2 separate regions of the Mus musculus genome follow, and region 1 is linked to region 2. Evidence: chromatin contacts called from public promoter capture Hi-C data. All regions are on one chromosome and are shown on one strand. Each heading gives the region's core, a stretch centred on a gene start, on an enhancer-like site or on the middle of the called end of the contact. The rest is flanking DNA. Distances are from core to core; before and after follow the strand shown.

Region 1 (3,068 bases), core at 542-3,041, 230 kb after region 2:
GCCACTTTGAGGAGTCTACCTTTAAAATAAGAACCTTTAAAGTAAGAAGCAGATTCTAGTAAAGGGAGTTCAATGTGCCACACTTTGAAACTGAAATGCCTTCATCTCAAGGAATGGACATTTTGAGAGAAAATAAAATAAGGAGTGGTAACAGGGACCATACAAGAGTCTCCCATGTATTGTGACAAAGCTGGCAGAACTGGACTGAGTCTAAATGCCCGCCACCTGTCACTATCAAAGGCTAGTGGAAAGTGTTCCTCTGGCATGGATTCATTCACTGAAGGCTATGAGCACTCCTTTAAGAATCAGTCTTATTACTTGACAATTTTGCATGACTTACATGTCAAGCAAGCACATGGTCTCCACTGTAAGCTGAGAAGTCGGTGGAATTAATTAACTCAAGCTCTGGATGAGAAAAGGAGGAATTAAGAAAAGGGAGATCAGAGACTTTTCTCTCAGTGGCATAGGTAAGATGGTCCTAAAATAACTAGCTCTGTCATCCCACCAACCAGACAGACATCTGTTTTACCTTTGCCTATGCTAATATTCAAGATTTGCTCTATTGTAATTAATCATTTTCTATGAATGTCTCTTAAGAACTGTATCAGGGAGCCATGCAACTTGGTGCAAGCCTGCAGTCTCCATCCTTGGGGAATGGATACAGAATGATCAGGAGTTGAAGGTCATCCTCAACTATGCAAGGGGAGGGTTTGAGGCAAATCTGCCTCCACAAAACAAAACTGCTAGGAACAGCTGGGTATGTGCTCATACCTGTAACTGTAGCAACTGGGTCTAGGCAGAAGGGCTGCAGCAAGTCTCAGGCTAGCCTGAACTACCCTATCAGACCCTGCCCCAAACAAACAAAACACTAGATAAAAAGAGTGTCATGAGACATTGTAAATTCATAATATATTACCCACAAACCTCCAACACATCAGATATCTCTCTACACCCATTGTGTATTCTAAGTCCCAACCCTAGCCACACATTAGGAAGAATTGAGAAGCCCCAGTCAGTTAAATTTGAGTAAGATAAAGACTAACAGCCTTCCACACTTGCAACATCCCTGGGTCATTCTCCTGACTAATCAGTGCTCTCAGAGAGGTTGCACGGTCCACACCCATCAGCGCTTCCAGAACCTTTCCCTCTCAATGGCCCTGGAGAATGTGGAGATGTCAGGCAAGCAGTGTTCCTTATGGCAGAGGATAATCCTATCCTTTTGGTGTGTGCTTCCATCATAATCAGGCCAAATCCATTTGGTGGCTGTTGCTAAAGCCTTGTGGTGCTTACTTTGCATTTTTCAGAAAAATATACATATAAGAGGTGTGTAACTTATACACAAAAAGCTTACATTTCCACACGTTACCTTGCTTGGGTGGAAACAAGCCACATATCTGACTTTCAGAGGGAGAGGTGCTTAGAATATCCCCCACCTATGCCTCATCTTTCATTGTGTTCTTTCTGTAGTTATTCTGAGCCTAGGACTCTATAAGAATAATCCATAGGTCTCTCCCACAAATTATACCTCTCTCTTTAGCTTCCCTTCCAGAGTCTCCCAAGGAAAGAACTGCTAGGATTTTGTTTTATTGGTTGCTTTATTTTTAACCCAGCTCCTAATTTTTCCCCACCTTGGCATTTTTTTTTTTTTTTTTTGGTTTATTGCATAATGACACTTTGTCAATAAGGGAAAATAGCAGTCAGGAATTACAATGACTCTCCATTGGTTGGACCTTGACACTTAGCCTAAGCCAACACCTATGAACAAAACCCAGAACAGAACTGCCCCTTGTCCTCCGGCTGCAAAGGAATGCTTTGCAAGCCTCCAGGGCTCCCCAGGAGGAGCAGCATGGCCTCAGGCATGGCCATCACCTTAGCCCTTGCCATCTTTGCCTTGGGTGTCAATGCACAGATGCCAATACCCGTTTCCAGGTGAGTCCATAGCTTGTCTGTTTATCTCTGGAATTCTACTGTGGAATCTGCTGTCCAGGGCTTAACAGCAAAGTAGGGACAATAAAGGTTAAGCTAAACAGTGACCTATACAACACCCAGGATTTCAACTTTCTAAACAAGTGTATTCATGCTTCTGGGTGTTTGTGCTAAAGGAGGGACTGAAATGTTAATGCTAAGATATTTCCTTTAAACATTTAGGATCAGAGGGAAAAAGAAACGGTTGTCTCCAGTTTCTGATAAATCAGTGCTGATCAGTGTCTATGGGCTGAGAAATTCACAATGAGGAAAGTTAATATTTGTGTCCTTTATCTCAAAACCTAATAATTTTTAACTGTTGGCTGCATGGCCCTTTGGCCCCCACATTAAGCAAAGGCTAACTATTTGTCTTGTCTTCTCTTCTGTGACATTCCATTCCGTGGTCCACATTTTGGTTCCTGGGTCTGAGGGTCTATTTGCTCTACCCAAGAATTGCCATGGTACAGCTTCGATGGTTCTGCTTCCAGCACGGCCTCTTTATTTCCTTCTTATCCGATGCTTCTTGGGTTTGCAAAACCCATAAGGTATAAGGGTGTCCCCGAGGTTGCATGTGCTGGAAACTCAGTCCCCTGGTGTGGCAGCAGAAAGAGGTGGTGGAGCTCTTAAGGGGTAGAAGGTCTCAGGATTCCACAGTCATAAATGGACTATCTCTGAGGAATGGGCCAAGCCTAGCAGGAGTGGCTCCTAGCAGATCTGTCTGGCTAGGTTCTTCCTCCAACTCATGTCTCCTTACATATGTGACTCTTCTGAATACAGGAACTTCCCATTTTGCTTCTAGTGACCATGTTAGGACACAACCACAGGAATCCTGTCCAGATGCCTGTTTGCAATTTGTAGTCATGAGAATTGTGAGAAGAGTAAAATTCTCTCCTGTATGCATCACCCACATCAGGCATTCTGTGTCAGCAACAGAAAACAGAGTGTGACACCATGCCAAATACACCCAGCCAATAAATCAAGGGGACAGTAAAAGCCTCTTGCACATCACTGCACCCAGAAGTGCTAGAGATCACGGCTGCTTGAAGCTCTCCCTTCCTTCCATGTAAATATCACAGAAGACACAAACCCATGTAGTCCATTAT
Region 2 (3,056 bases), core at 223-2,722:
AAGGTCACCTCTCCTGAGGTACTAGTGACTTCTCACTCACCTGCAGGCTCTGTAGATTTAGCTGCAAACTTCACCAGATGTGTTGGTCATCTGCCAGATGTAGATTTCAAGTCCATATACCAGAGCTTTGTAGGGACAATCTCTGAGATGCTTCAAGGTTATAACAGGATGCCTAAAGCATGTGTAACCAGCTGAGGTATAGCCTTGCCTACTCCACTGACCACAACTTCCATCCACACCACCATCCTCAAACTGGTTTTGTCTGATTCCTATGCAGGATTTTGGCCTTATGAGGAGGTAATAGTGAAACATCACCACCATTTCAGAATCGTTTGAACATGTTAAAGTCATATTACAAAATTGCTCAACTCCATATTTCTCCAGCATAGTAAGTTCTTTGAGGTAAGTATTTTATCTTGAAGTTCTCCCTTATTCTCACACTCTCCTTCTCATGATGTTTGGCCAAAATTCAATAAATTTTCCTCCAGTTCACATTTAGATCACTTTTATAAACAACCCCAAGACATAAATCTATATGGTCATATGATTTTTCCTTGCCTAAAGGAAGCAAGTGAGAATGTCATCCCATGGTTGGGAAACTTCCATGCATGAAGTTTTTGTTTGTCAAGGTTGAAATGATCTGTCGCATTCTAAAGAGATGAGTAAAACATCACCTTAGGCTGGAGACATGGCTTAGCAGGTAAGAGCACTGGTTGCTCTTCCAGAGGACCTAGGTTCAATTCCCAGCAACCACATGGTGGCTCACAACCATCTATAATGTGATCTGATACACTCTCTTCTGGCTTACAGAGTATTCACATTATATTAAATAAATGAATCTTTAAATATATATATATATATATATATATATTAAAAAAATCACCTTGGGCCAAGAAATCATTTCTAGGAGTAAAGAAAGAAAGCTGGAGTCTCGGCTCCACACAATACTGGCAAAACGGAATGTTTGTTTCAGATCCTGAAGCTAACAGCAACAGCAAAGTTTTTCCTTCAAAGGTTTATCCTCCAGGATTTTTTCTTTAATTCTAGTTTTATACCATTTGTTAGACACCCTTTTTGAAAATGACAGCTTTTACTACCTCCTCCAAAAAAGAACTGGGAAGCGCTGACTCAAAATACTGTGTTGACTGGGGCTGACCTCCATGTCCACTGATGTCAGGTTGTTCTTTTATTTTTTTTTTATTAGGGAATTTTTATCAGATATTTTCTTCATTTACATTTCAAATGCTATCCCCAAAGCCCCCTATACCCTCCCCCCACCGTGCTTCCCAACCCACCCACTCTCATTTTTTGGCCCTGGCAATCCCCTGTACTGGGGCATATGATCTTCGCAATACCAAGGGCTTCTCCTCCCATTGACAGGTTGTTCTTGATAAAAACAAATACCTGAAACTGTTTGCAGAGACGAACAGATTAGATAAAAATGTTCACAGTGGCTACCAAGCATGGATTAAAGGTCAAAATGAGCATTAGTTTTGTTGAAGTATAATCTGGTACCTTGCTCAATCAGCTTGGTATTGGTTCATCTTGGTTCAACTCCTTGAAGGAAAAAAACAAAGAATCAATTCTCTTGGCTTACAGGGAAATGTTCTTTATGACACTTCAGAACTCTCTGTGTTCATGTCTGAAGAGGACTTCCAATAACTTAAAGAATCTTTCATTTTGGAGAAAAACAGATAAAGTAACTCACACTAAGGGATCCTATATTAAATCTAAGCATGTATGTGTCCATTTGATTTTGTAAAGGCACAGCCCATGAAGAAAACATTGACCTACAGTCTGAAGAGAATACCTACGAGAGTTGTTCTTGATAAGTGTAAGTTGTCCCTTTCCACAGAGGCTACAGCTCACCACATGCCTCCACTCACTGGAGCGGACTCTTGTTCTGTAGCCACGATAAAGAAGCTGCTTTCCCTGAGCATTCCTGGCTGGCAAGGCAAGGCAGAGCCACTGCAGCGTCAGCCGTTCCTACCTAATTAATTCTTACTAATATATCTTTTTGGAAAAGAAAAAAATGTTTGGTGGTTGTGTTTGAGAACTTTAGGTTGTAGAAGGACTACAACTTACCAAAACTGTATTATATCCATTTGTCCCCAAGATATCCTTTGGACTAAGTCAGAAGCAGGTAAGTGTACTGATGAGAGTCTCATAAAGGTCCAAACGTTGGCAGGCTTTAGTGGCACTTGTCTGTGACCCCAGCGCTGAGGAGAATGAGGAGTGTGCATGGTGAGTTGGATGCTAGTCTGAGCTACATATTATAGAAAGACCATATTTCAGAAAGTAGACCAAAGCAATAAAATTCCAAATGTTAAGACTCTGCCAACTTTCCCCTTGTAACAGCTGACCCACACAGCAAGAGAGGGAAGCAAAAAGTGCCAGATAGTCTAGAAACAGGAGTGGATGTGCTCGGAACAGAACTGTGATCAGTCAGACACTAGGAACCCTTCTTTCTTAGAAAGTAAGGTATTACACTTTATTGAAAGCATGTTCTAACAATATGAACTAACCAGTACCCCCAGAGCTCGTATCTCTAGCTGCATATGTAACAGAAGATGGCCTAGTCTGCCATCACTGGGAAGAGAGCCCCCTTGGTATTTATATGCCCCAATACAGGGGAACTCCAAGGCCAAGAAGTGGGAGTGGGTGGGTAGGGGAGCAGGGCAGAGGCAGGATATAGGGAACTTTCGGGATAGCATTTGAAATGTATATAAAGAAAATATCTAATAAGAAATAAATAAAATAAAATTTTACACACACACAAAAGAAAGCATGTTCTGATGGATCGTATCAATTTATCTCCATAGGGATCTTATTAAGATGTAATATTGCCACCCTCACTTTATTGATAACAAAACTGAGACCCAAAGAAGGTAAAATTATATAGAATCCTATAGCTGATAATATATAGAATTATTTCTGAAGGCTGACACAGAATGGTCACAAGGTTAAGGCCCATCTGGGCTACATAGAAAGATTCAAGTCAAAAAATTAAATGAAACAAAACAAAACAAAACAATAAAAGATTGAATCAATGTTTA

The links. Promoter capture Hi-C pulls out the DNA fragments that hold promoters and counts their contacts.
Region 1: a promoter capture Hi-C map of liver shows a contact between it and region 2, with 5 times the contacts expected there. The contact joins the promoter of C9 here to the enhancer-like site in region 2. A contact is called at or near these places in 12 of 39 promoter capture datasets (the 3T3-L1 cell line, 3T3-L1-derived adipocytes, the C10 cell line and 6 more), 6 of 484 Hi-C or Micro-C datasets (bone marrow-derived macrophages and liver), 3 of 115 datasets of contacts at active chromatin or transcription factors (fibro-adipogenic progenitors and liver) and 3 of 9 other capture datasets (adipose tissue, liver and macrophages).

What each region holds. Positions count from the first base shown.
Region 1 is chr15:6,443,555-6,446,622 of GRCm38.p6, forward strand. It overlaps C9 (complement component 9), which reads left to right and starts at 1,792. Exons shown (of 11, transcript NM_013485.3): 1 at 1,792-1,929. The coding sequence starts at 1,847.
Region 2 is chr15:6,216,844-6,219,899 of GRCm38.p6, forward strand. No RefSeq gene overlaps it. Among named protein-coding and RNA genes, the nearest start is that of Gm23139, 67 kb to the left of the region's middle. Within about 2 kb of position 1,473, at least 3 of the 459 cell types and tissues checked have an H3K27ac peak or open chromatin away from gene starts, as enhancers often do. A contact at or near this core is called in liver, where this site is marked.